Regions from separate parts of the Mus musculus genome. Here region 1 is linked to region 2. Evidence: chromatin contacts called from public Hi-C data. All regions are on one chromosome and are shown on one strand. Each heading gives the region's core, a stretch centred on a gene start, on an enhancer-like site or on the middle of the called end of the contact. The rest is flanking DNA. Distances are from core to core; before and after follow the strand shown. Region 1 overlaps Btbd9 (BTB (POZ) domain containing 9). Region 2 has its middle 27 kb from the start of Zfand3.

What was found. Hi-C and Micro-C count contacts between places; a contact is called where the count stands out from the background.
Region 1: a contact with region 2 is called in a Hi-C map of cerebellum, with 1.8 times the contacts expected there. The contact joins two enhancer-like sites. A contact is called at or near these places in 1 of 39 promoter capture datasets (cranial neural crest), 1 of 484 Hi-C or Micro-C datasets (cerebellum), 1 of 115 datasets of contacts at active chromatin or transcription factors (embryonic stem cells) and 2 of 9 other capture datasets (embryonic tail and embryonic trunk).

What each region holds. Positions count from the first base shown.
Region 1 is chr17:30,384,536-30,390,320 of GRCm38.p6, reverse strand. All of the region lies in intron 6 of Btbd9 (BTB (POZ) domain containing 9), which reads left to right. Among named protein-coding and RNA genes, the nearest start is that of Btbd9, 190 kb to the left of the region's middle. Within about 2 kb of position 1,255, at least 17 of the 459 cell types and tissues checked have an H3K27ac peak or open chromatin away from gene starts, as enhancers often do. A contact at or near this core is called in cerebellum, where this site is marked.
Region 2 is chr17:29,974,690-29,980,858 of GRCm38.p6, reverse strand. No RefSeq gene overlaps it. Among named protein-coding and RNA genes, the nearest start is that of Zfand3, 27 kb to the left of the region's middle. Within about 2 kb of position 4,913, at least 49 of the 459 cell types and tissues checked have an H3K27ac peak or open chromatin away from gene starts, as enhancers often do. A contact at or near this core is called in cerebellum, where this site is marked.

The DNA of each region.
Region 1 (5,785 bases), core at 6-2,505, 410 kb before region 2:
TTGGCTGCTGCTCTTCATGGTTAACTGAGAGCATGTAGTCTCGCTTTTTGAGACAAGGTGCTAGGTACCCCTCCCTCACTGGCCCTGTCCTTCACAGGCGCCTGTGGACCAGCTTGCTTGGCTGAGGTTTCAGTTTGGAGGCCCACTTGGTGTGAGCAGCTTTCTAGCACATGCCTCTTGAGATCCTCTAACAGTGGGGCAGGGGTGGTGCATGCCTGGATCCTAACACCCAGGGCAATTGAATCTACAGTGACTTCCAGGACAGTCAGGGCTACACAGAGAAACTCTGTTGCAAACAAACAAAAATGATCCTCTTACAGAGACAGTCTACAGGCTTCTGTTGATTCCCAATTCCCTCCCACCTTCATAAAGCTTACTCTCTCAAAGTGTTCAGAGTGTAATGTCTCAGCTCACTGGGCATTTGGGGAACTGTCCTAGGTGCTGAATTGAACTTTGCTTTCTTGGCCTCTGCTTTCATAGTCTTGGGGTTAGAGGTGAGTGCTACCACACCCAATTTGTTTAGTTCTTTAATGTGGAAACATATGGGGGCTATGGCTACTTTCTGCCTGTATTGGCTTGGGTTTGTTTCTTTTGCTTTTCAACATTACAGAATAAACTTGGACAGAATAACTTGAGGTCTTTGCGTTGCCCTTGAAGCACGTGTTATCTATCCATGGTCTGCACCGCAAAGGCCATATGATAATTATTCTTTGCCAGGAACTTCGCATTGGTTTGTTGGTTTGTTTGCTTGCTTATTACTCTGAGAGGTGAACTTAGGGCCTCACACACTCTAGGCAACATTCTACCATCGAGCTCTGTTCCCAGCCTGGAACTCCTTTGCAGAAGCAAAAATTAAGTTCCTGAATTTGAATCTGATTTGCAGAGCCCCAGCTCCCTACAAGTTGCTATGTGCTGATGCAGGGTTACTGGGTTTTTTTTTTTTTTTTTTTCATCAAAACTTGGCTTTTCTAGAAGCTATTCTTTTCCTAGTGACTGGCAGGAATCATTACTCTCTGTGGCAAGGAACCAAAAGTTGGCAGGAGCCTTACAATAATTGTCCAATTGGATTTATTTTTTTTAAATTCTCATGCCAATTTCCAAATTATCTTCAGTTACAGAGCTTCTGTTTTCTGTAAAAGGTTGAAAGTGAGAGAGATGCATGCAGCTTCGGTCCTGCCCAGGTTAGCTGTGGAGGCACCAGAGGTCCTTCCTCAGCACACTCTGGACAGAAGCCAGCATCACAGTATATCCTAGAACTGAGCCAGGAGCAGAAGGCAGTTTCTGTCTGGTTTGGAGATGCGTACATTGTGACTGACTCCTTCAGTGTGTGGAAGAGCCAAGGATCCCTTTGTATCCCTGGGCAGGAAGCACTGAGGGTCCAAGCAGTCGCAGCTGAGCTTCTTGCCTCATTCTTGCAGCATGAATTGACAAACACTAGAAGGTCTGACCTCTATCCGTGAAGTAATTTCTGAATATCCCTGAAATAGAGGTGTGAGCTGAACCCCATCATTTCATGCCCCCCCCCCAGTGCTCTTCCTGTGTCCCTGCCTTCCAGCCTGTGCCAATTTGATAATAACAAGCCCAGAACAAAACACATCTGTTTATTTTCTCTCATCTGCATTAACAACTAGAAATGATTTTGCTTGTTTGAGCTTCCCTCTGTCTAGATTCCTGATATTTATTTTGAATTTGCGTTTGGCAGAGTAAGATCTCAATGCATGCCAGGCTGACAGGTCTGTGTATTTGGTAGCCTGGGATGGGTTTTTCCTCACTCGCTCTGCTCTGCGGCTTTCTGTCTTTACAGTCTGACTTTTATTGTCCTGGATCAGCTGTCAGCAGTGAATGCACCTTTATTTCAGACTGAGCTGGATAAGATCACATCCATGTGTTCTGTTCCTTCACCTGCTCAGTTTACACACTTTGGTGTAACGGTGTACTAAGATATTAAAGACCCAGGATTGAGGGGGCTGGGAGAAAATGGGTCAGTAATCTAAATGAATGGCTTTATTTTGTTACTAATTTTCTAGATACACTTTTAAAAATGAGATATGCTTTACACACCAAAGGTCTTTTCTTATTTTACTTTTTGAAATGTTCTCGAGCTTTGGCTGTGCTGTGATGAGTAGCAGCACTTCCCTCTCGCCTGTGACATAACGGTGTACCGCAGGGTCAGCAGTGGTAGGAGGAGGCCTGTCAGCCGGTTAGGTGGTTCTTGGAATGGAATCTTTGAGCTTTTCTGAAATAGCTGCAGGAACCACCCATGTCCAGTGTCTGTGTAGATGCATGTGTAGAGCTTTCTAGGTTACTGTCGTGGCTGTAGCTGTAGCAGCTCAGTGCTGACCTCTCTGAGGAGCGGCTATAATGTTTTTCATGGGGAGCCTCGGAGCCGCCTGCTGTAACACACTGTCAGTGGTTGTCCTCATGCTCATGGACACTCCGTGCTCTTGATTGGCTCCTCCTGGAGAGCAGTGCTGTGTGTGGCGTACCTCTTCCTGCTGATGTTGAAAGTGTACGTCATCTCTGGGAAGATGTCTTACTCAGCTCCTTTGTTTATTTTTAAATGGAGTCATTTTTGTTTACTTGGCCAACATATGATTATGCTGTTTTGTTTTTTTTTTTATTTTAGCCATTGGGTTTTAAACCTCTATATAATATGGGTTCTAGATCCTTATTTCTGTCATTTAAAAAGATTTTTCTCGCATTGTGTGGAGTGTCTCTTTATGTTCCTAACACACTTGCTCTGGTGTGTGTGGGGGAGGGGGCTTGTGTATGCTAAGCATCTACTTCACTGCAGTATCCATTCTCCCTCAAACATTCTCGTTTTGATGAAGCCTAGTTCATCCCCTTTTCATATCGGAGTAGCTCTTGCCTGAGCCAAGCTCATGAAAGCAGACACTTACGTTTTCTGAGAGGTTAGACCTTAGACCTAATATCTCCTCCATTTTGAGATAATTTTGCAAATGTGTGAAGCAGGAGTTTGAATGCATCCATTCTGTATGACCGTGGTTAGTTGTCCTTCCACCAGTGGTGGAGAAGTCTCTCCTAAGCCCCCCTCAGTGATCTCTGTTGCTGTCATGTCTCCTGCTTTTGTGGACTATATTCCTACGTGGTTTACCTTGTCTGTTGTGCTGGTGATGGAACTCAGAGCTGCACACAAGCTAGGCACGTGCTTTACACCAAACTGCATCCTCAGACCACTGTTCTTTCCTCTGTTATAAGTGGAATTGATTTCCTTAGCTTACTTGTCATATCACTTATTGCTTATTCATAGAAATTAAACTTTTTTGTTTACTGAGTATATTACCCACAAGAAAGAACATTGTCCTAGGCCTGGCACTAAGATTGAAGGAATGGAGATTGGAAGTTCAGGGTCATCCTTGGTTAAATAGCAATTTCAAGACCAGCCTGAGTTACAAGAGATGCTGGCTCAAAACAACCACAATCACAAGAAATAGCTCACACACACAAGCACACACACACACACAGCACCAACAACAACTACAAAAATTCTCATTACAATTTCCAATATATTGAGTCAATTTACAAAGCAGATCTTCCTTGGGATTCTCTTGAAGAGATTATATAAAGTTAATGTTTTGAACACTTCCTCTGTGCCATATACTGAGGTACTTATAGTCTATCAGTCACTTTTGATTTCACCATGAAACCCTGGAACAGTATTGTAGCTTCAACTGAGCCGTGGGGCTTCATGGTCTCTGCACTCTGTATTGGTCTATGCTCAGCCACACACTGGACACGTGGGCAGCAGCAGACTCCAGCCTCCTGTGCAGATTGCTCCCACTCATACTGCTCACACTCAGCGTTTACACTTGGAATCTCTTCTGTAAAGACCGTTCTTTGTCCATCCAGGGTGTTTCTGTGATCCCCTCCTACTTACCCTGTATTTACACAGCCCCAACGCCGATGTTCCTTAGGTTCCGAGGATGCCGCCTTTGGGGAGTGATCTCTAGCACTGCTCACCTGGAGCCCAGGCAGTAGATGAGGCAGCGTGAACTATGCTGTAGGCTTCTAACTCTTGCCTCTCTATCAGGGTTGATCCCTTCTCCTTATACAGTGATGATTCCCTTCCTCTTGCAGAGATGGCTCAGTAGCATGTGTGGTACATTGTAGAGTGGGAGTTAGGGAGGTTCTTACAGTAGGCAAGGGGTGATTAAAGGACAGTAGAAATGTGACATGGGGCATGGCTTTAGAATGTAGAAGCCTATTGTAGAGCTGGGCCTGGTGGCACATGCTGTGATCCCAGGCCCTAGGAGATAGAAGCAGGAAGATGAGGTGTTCAGAGTTACCCTTGACTGCGTGGGAAGCTCGAGGCCAAGCTGCCTTATATGAGGTGCTGTTTCATAAGAAAACAAGCCCAAAACCCAAACAAACAAGCCTCCCCCCCCCCCCTTTAAAAAACAGGGAATGAAAAAGAAATGAAAGTTGCCTGAGGATTGTAGCTGTAACCCTGACTACATGGTGGTGGCCCTGGCTGAGACATCCATGACATGGGAGAGGAAGATGGACCTCGGGACAGTAGTAGAGAGATGTTGGTGCTGTTAGGATTAAAACATTCTAGAAGAAAAAACTTCCTTTTTTTTTTTCTTTCAAATTACTTAATTTCTGTAAACATATTTCTGACATGTCATGATACCAGAATAAATGCCCCTGTCTTCATGAATGTCCACTGAAGGAGGCAGATATAGTGAAAGGCTGAGGTACATAAAAACCAGTTGAGATATATGTCATGGAAGGAAAGGGACTGAGGAGATTTTGTGAAAGGAGAGTATAACAGCCTGATCTGGGAAGGGACTGAGCAGATGCTGTGCTTGGAGCTGTGGCTGTACTGACGTCTGGTAGTCCTGTGTCATGGGGCATTGTAGGGCAAGTGAATTGGTGTTTATGTCATAGGGCTGCAGGGAGGCGTAAGTAGACAATCCATGTGTGGGGCTGGCCTGACTGGGCACAGAGCAGTCTTAAAGAATAATTTATTAGATGTTGTGTTTACATCACCACGAGCTGTAACAAATCTGAATCTACCTTTCTGTTGATGTTGGAGCTGAACCAGCCCTAATGGCCTTGCTGAGACAAGAGTGGACGTGGGATGAATGCTAGAGGATGACCACTGGGCAAATGAAGGAAGAGAAGGTCACAAAGGACCTGAGGTGGAGTGGGCAGCCAGACTGCAGAAGAACCTCCAAAGGCTGACAGCATGGCTCAGTGCAGACCCCCGTCTGACAGACATGCAGGAAGTGGCAGAGGAAAGGGCTGGTCTTGAGGATGGGTGGATAGTGAAGCTAGCTGCCTCCCAGGTCACCAGGTTGAATAAAGATGGAAGAGAGGCCAGGGAGCCTTCAGGGACACAGTAGTGTACTTTTTGGCTCAGTTTCAGAAGAGTGGAGGATAAAGGACATCCTGAGAAGCTGAGCCTTCAACGAGGAAATAGACATTGTATGAATGTTGAGTTTAAGAAGCTTGATGCTAAAGGGAAGGAAAGGAGAGAGTAGTTGCTGAGAAGGATCTTGGCTGAGGACCTAGCAGAGAGAGCCATTGCAGGTAGTGGAGGATGGCCTTGGGCATGTAGTTCACTGGTGGAATATAGACCTAGCATGTACAAGACTTTCACTTAAATCATTATCACTGCAAGAATAACGGAAAGAATAGATTGCAAAGGAGGAGTAACAAGGTGGGGGAAATCGTAAACCAAGCAGGTGTCAGTCAGAAGGCTACCTGCAAGGGAGTTTGGGAAGTAGAGTTTTTATTCTGGGTCAGCCTAGGCAACTTA
Region 2 (6,169 bases), core at 3,664-6,163:
TGGCTTCTAAACCCACAACCTAAGTCACGAGGCATTCCTTGGATGCAATGTGAATAGAATGCTGGGAAGACAAGATGAGATGATACGGGCTGGAAAGATAGCTCAGCGGCTAAGAGCACTGACTGCTCTTCCAGAGGTCCTGAGTTCAAATCCCAGCAACCACTTGGTGGCTCACAACCATCTGTAATGGGATATGATGCCCTCTTCTGGTGTGTCTGAAGACAGCAACAGTATATATAGATATGATATATATATCATATCTATATCTATGATAGAGAGAGGGAGGATACATTACAGCTTGGAAGAGCAGCCAGCAGCAGCAGCCTGAATCCTTAGCACCAGCAACATGGGTCTTCCCATCACGGCATCAATCCAGTAGGACAGTGGACTAAAGGGGAAGAGCTTGGCTGGTCCCTCCTGGTGACTGAGTAGCTCTCTTCCTATTGCCCACATGCCTAGAGGCAGGTAAGCTTCAGTTGTCTCCAAGCCTTCTCCAAGACTCACTTTTTGTTCCACTGTAGTGGGGATTGTATTAGGGGTGGCAGCTGCCTGGAGCTAAGACAATAAAGGTTTTAGCCAGGAGTTTGATATTGGGAGAGATGGGAAGGGAAGGGAGGGGAGTGGAGGATGGGAAGGGAGAAGAGGAAGAACACAAGACTATAAGGAGTTTGAGTCAGACTTAATGGAGGCCGGTCTTATCTGTAATCTAAATTCATTGAGGCAAAGATCTTATCGGTTGGGGCCCAGCTGCATTGGCAGCTGTACAAACCACAAGCCAAAATGTGTCTCTGTCTTAAGTATAATAAAGTTCTTGCGGTGGGTGTGGTTCAGGGGCGTGGGCCTTTCCCAACACGTGCAGCCACAGGCTGCTATCCTCTCCCTGGGGGGAAGGCGTGAACAAAGGACTAACTAATAGTAGCCAGGTGTGGTGGTACACACCTTTAATCTGGCACCTGAGAGGCAGAGACCAGAGGAGTTCTGAGTCTGAGGCCAGCCTGGTTCACGCAGCAAGTTCCAAGCCAGCCCGGCTACATAGTGAAACTTTGTCTCAAATGGATACATACAACTGTTTCTTTCTAGAGTTAGTTCCTATTGTTTGCATGCAGGTATTTACACACACACACACACACACACACACACACACACACACACACACACACTGTTTGTTCTGCATGCATGTGGTCTGATTCATATCCCACCCCAACAATCCCACAGACATAGACACCCACACATACGGAGACACACAGAGCTAGATATACACTGCGACACATACATAGACACACATGCTTCTTGCTTTAGACGCCCACCATTCATCAAGGTCTGGCAGGGACACCAGCAGCAAGCTAAGCCTACACCTCTGCAATGCAATTCTCCTACTTAGGCCTCAGCCTTGTTGGCCTCCTGAGGTTCTGAGGGGAAAGCCATGCCTGAGGGCCTTACCTTGGGGGGGAGGGGTTCCTCACTGCCTTTCCTCTGTGCTGACTCCATCTGCAGTCCCCAGACTCAGCTCCCGTGTCCCCTGCACCATCGGGCTTCACTGGGTCCTCCCTCTCCACCTAAGTCTGAATGGGAGCCTCTCCTCTGTGCTTTGCTGACACCTCCTTCTCATTGTCACCCCACCCAGTTGGCCCTCAGGGCATCGGGTAGCAGTCAGTCTGGACACAGTCCAGGAACAGGAGAGCAGTGGAGCTGGTAGCTCTACATGTGCTTACGGAGCTGAACTCTTCAGTGTCTCTCTTGGTTATCTGTCTGTCTGTCTCTCTCTTGTACATTATATATAAATACATATGTAAAATTTTGCAGTAGACATTATTATCTATATCCACTTATATGAAAGGCCAGAGATGAGCCATCTGGACTGGTATGACAGATCTGAAATATTAAGTCCTCGGGATTCACTGCTCCGCTAGCCCTATAGTATGTCCTTGTTCTGTGTCCAAAATAATGGCTAAGGCTCCACCCATCATACATGTAGACCAGGTGGCTGAATAAAAGAGGCACAAGGTTGGGGATTCGGCTCAGGGGCTGAAATGATGCTGTGGCAAGCACGGAGAGCTGAGTCTGGATCCCTAGCATCCACGTAAAAGCCAGGCATGTCGACAAGCCTGTAATCCCAGGGCCAGCCACCAGCCATTCAGGCAGATCCAGTAAAAACTGTACCTTAAAACTAACAGGGGCCTGGTGAGATGGCTCAGTGGGTAAGCGCACCTGACTGCTCTTCCAAAGGTCTGGAGTTCAAATGCCAGCAACCACATGGTGGCTCACAACCATCTGTAACGAGAACTGACTCCCTCTTCTGGAGTGTCTGAAGACAGCTACAGTGTACTTACATATAATAAATAAATAAATCTTTAAAAAAAAAACTAACAGGGTGATGATGGTAATGGTGAAGAGATGGCTCAGTGATTAAGAGCACTGGCTGCTCTTCCAGAGGTCCTGAGTTGAAATTCCAGCACCCACATGGTGGCTCAAAACTATTTGGAACTCCATTTCTAGGAAGATCTGACACCCTCACACAGATACACATGTAGACAAAACACCAGTGCACGTGAAATAAAAAATAAATTAAGAAGCTAATGTGGAGCCCAAGGTGGTGACACATGCCTTTATTGCCAGCATTTGAGAAGCAAAGAAAGGCAGAGCTTTGTGAGTTCAAGGCCAACCTGGTCTACAGAGTGAGTTTCAAGGCAGCCAGAACTACACAGAGCAGCACTGTCTCAAAATAAACCAACAAGAACGTATCCCCACAAAAGGTGTGGAAACCAATAGCGATACCAGAGGTAGAGCTCTGGTCTCCAGACATGCATGTACTGGAAAACATAGGTAGACATGTACACATATGTATACAACACACACACATTCTACATGGCCATGTGCAGAGATGAGCATCAGAGAATCATAGATTCGGTTGTTGCAGAAGAGCTGCCACAGATGAGATACAGTAACCCATACTTGCAACCCAAGCCAGGATTGGAATGCTGAGTCAGGAGGATTGACACAAGTTGGAGCTCAGCCTGGGCTACATAGTCATTCTGTCTCAAAAATAAATAAAAGTAAAAAGAAGACAGGCAACAGGAGCAGCCTTCGCCATAGAGAATACCAGGGAGCCGCTTGAGGTGTCTCTGCAGAGTGGGCACCAGAGCCCAGAGCATCAGCAAAACTCCCTTCTGAGAACCCCAAATCAGAAGGACAAGGATCTATCAGGTAAGTTAGAACACCGTTGGAGCTGCAGATAAAGGGAACCCTGAGGTCAAGCGCAACACAGTCTGAGCCAGGCCCTAAGTGATGGAGACTCCTGAGAGAGTTTGAGAGGCCGTCAAATCCCAAGGTGTCAGCCGTGACATCTGGACTGGTGTTCCTTCTTTCGAGACAGTCTTTTTTTTTTTTTTTTTTTTAAATTTTGGATTTTTTTTTTTTTTTTTTTAAAGATTTATTTATTTATTATATGTAAGTACATTGTAGCTGTCTTCAGACACTCCAGAAGAGGGAGTCAGATCTCGTTACGGATGGTTGTGAGCCACCATGTGGTTGCTGGGATTTGAACTCTGGACCTTCGGAAGAGCAGTCGGGTGCTCTAACCCACTGAGCCATCTCACCAGCCCTCGAGACAGTCTTGGTGAACACATATTGCAGTCCCAGAAAGGGACTGGGCTTGGGGGTGGGAGTGCAGAGGTCAAGGAGGAGAGGAGCTGGGGGTGGGGGGACGGACATGTTCACACATAGCCTTGGGTATCACTCCAGGTAGCACTCTCTAGGCCAGGCAGAGGGATTAACAGATACTCAGAGTAAATCGTGCTGGACTTGGTTCCTGGAGTTAAGCCTCAATCACTTTCAAGCAAAGGCTTGTACGCTTAAGCCTTTGCAATTAGGCAAGACTCTGTTCTCCCTGGGAAGTCCCCCAGTCTGAAGGAGGGGTGGGGGACAGAGGTCAAGTTGCTTGCTGCAAGCAGATGGCTGTGATGGGAGGTGGGAGCGGGGGTCTTACTGGGTGTGGGAAATGGAGGGGCTATGTTCTCTGGAGCACACACCACACTCTTCTAGCTGTGTGGCTTTGGATTCTTCGATCGATATCTCTGAGGCTCAGTATCATCTACTTTGAGGTGTGATGGAGATTATTGACAAGTCAAGGCGAAGCACCAAAGGCTGTGGAGAGCCTGTGTCGACCTCTGACCTCACATGGGGACAGCTCTGATATGACCGTGGGCTATGATCCAGGTGAGGGACAGACACAAGCAAGGTTAGCAAGCCTGCCTAGCACATTTCAGCATCCCTTAAATCAGGTATGGTGGCACACACCTGTAACCCCAGCACTGAGGAAGTCAAAGTAGGAGGATGAGAAGTTCAAAGCCACCCCCAGGCACAAAGCCCATGGAGGCCAGCCTGGGCTATTTGAATCCATCTAAACAAACAAACAAACAAGAAAGCAAAACAAAGTCCGAGTAATCAAATAAATAAATAAATAAATAAAAAAGATACCCCTGCCTCAAATATATGTACATATAAAATGCAGGTTGTGAGCATATCCAAGCATGTGTACTAACCGCACCCAGCTTAGCTAGTGCTTGGGCTGGAACCCTGGGCTTCGTGCATGCTAGGCAAAGCCTTAATCACCGTAGCTACAGTCTTCAGTCCCTGACTGACCTGATGATAAGGGAAGAAGCTGACTTAAGGCTTTCAGGAGATCAATAGTAGATAGATCGAGCAAGTACGCTCCCCTGATTTAGGAATCTCTCTGTAAATGAGAGATTCTAGTCCTGATTTTAGGCAGAGTTTATTTCAGATTTAGTGGAGGCCCAGAGCTCCTGGGAGGCCCAAGAAGCATCAGCACCGCCTCCGCAGGCTTAGTCCAGGGCTCTTCCCAGCTTAGGAACATCCAGATGGCCGGGCCGCTGGGCCTGGCTCCCTCTCGCCCCCCTGTGGTCACAATTGAAACAGCCCAGAGGCCTTACTGCCAGCACTGGCTGTTCAGCAGATGGATATGCCCCGGGCGGCCCCTCTTCTCTGGAACCCTCTTCTGCTATGGAGGACACCACAACTGATGAGTCACCCCCAGACAGGAGAGAGCTGCAGAAGAAACCCCGTCTCCAGGAGGCAGGAAGAAACTCCAGACTGTTTCCTGGCCTGGTTTCAAGGCAGTCCCCACAAACTTGGGCTTTCCTGGCAACAGAGGAAGGGAGGTGGCAGGGGCCTGAGGTGTACATTCTGGCAACAGCTCCTGTCTGTTATTCCACATCCACCCCAGATCTCCTTTAGGCACAAGTCACTAGGACCAGCTTGTACTCAAGGTGGCCAGTTACCTTCTCCCTGCTCCCTGATGCCAATCTGTGACCTGTTTCATCAGATATGAGGCAGATAACACCTTTTCCATCCCAGAAAATAACACCCACTGGGGGGTTATTGGCAAGCTTCTCCATCCCAGGGAATTATACCTGGATGTCAGCCTGAAATAAGTTTGGGGTCTTGCTTGTTTGTCCAGTTGTTTTGCATTTGTGTGTGTGTGTGTGTGTGTGTGTGTATGTGTGTATGTGTGTGTAGGTTAGAGAACATATGAGAATTGGTTCTCTCCTTCCACCATGTGGACCCTGAGAATTGGTTCTCTCCTTCCACCATGTGGACCCTGAGTATTGAACTCCGGTCATGAGGGTTGGCAGCAAGCCCCTTTAACCACTAGAGTCTCTGATCCACTGAGTCTTCTGAAACAAGGTTCCTAAAGGCAGTTTTGGGTGGGAGCCCTTCTGCGTGTCTGTTCCTTCTTGTACTCACTCATTGAACACACATTGATTGTTGTCCAGCTGTATGTTAAGTACGAGGATGTGGCACGGGTATAGAGACGCAAAGTCATTGTCACAGACCCTAATCTGGCACTGAGTAATGTGGTTTGTATTTTCCCCCTGAACCCCTCCTTTCAAAAGCTGTTTCCAGAGTGTCTCTGCTTGCTAGCTGTGCGACCTTGGGCAGAAAACAAACAAGGAAAAACCAACACGGTTGCAGGTGTGGCATGCTATGCTGTGTGATTTATGTCTGTTAGGCTATTCTGACAGTGCCCCCGAGGTAAGCTGTACTCTTCCCAGATTCCGAGGTAAGGAAATGTAGCCTCAGAGAGCTTCAACTGCTGAAGCCCAAAGAACGGGCAGGCAGAGGAACCACAGTTTGGACTCAGAGCCACCAG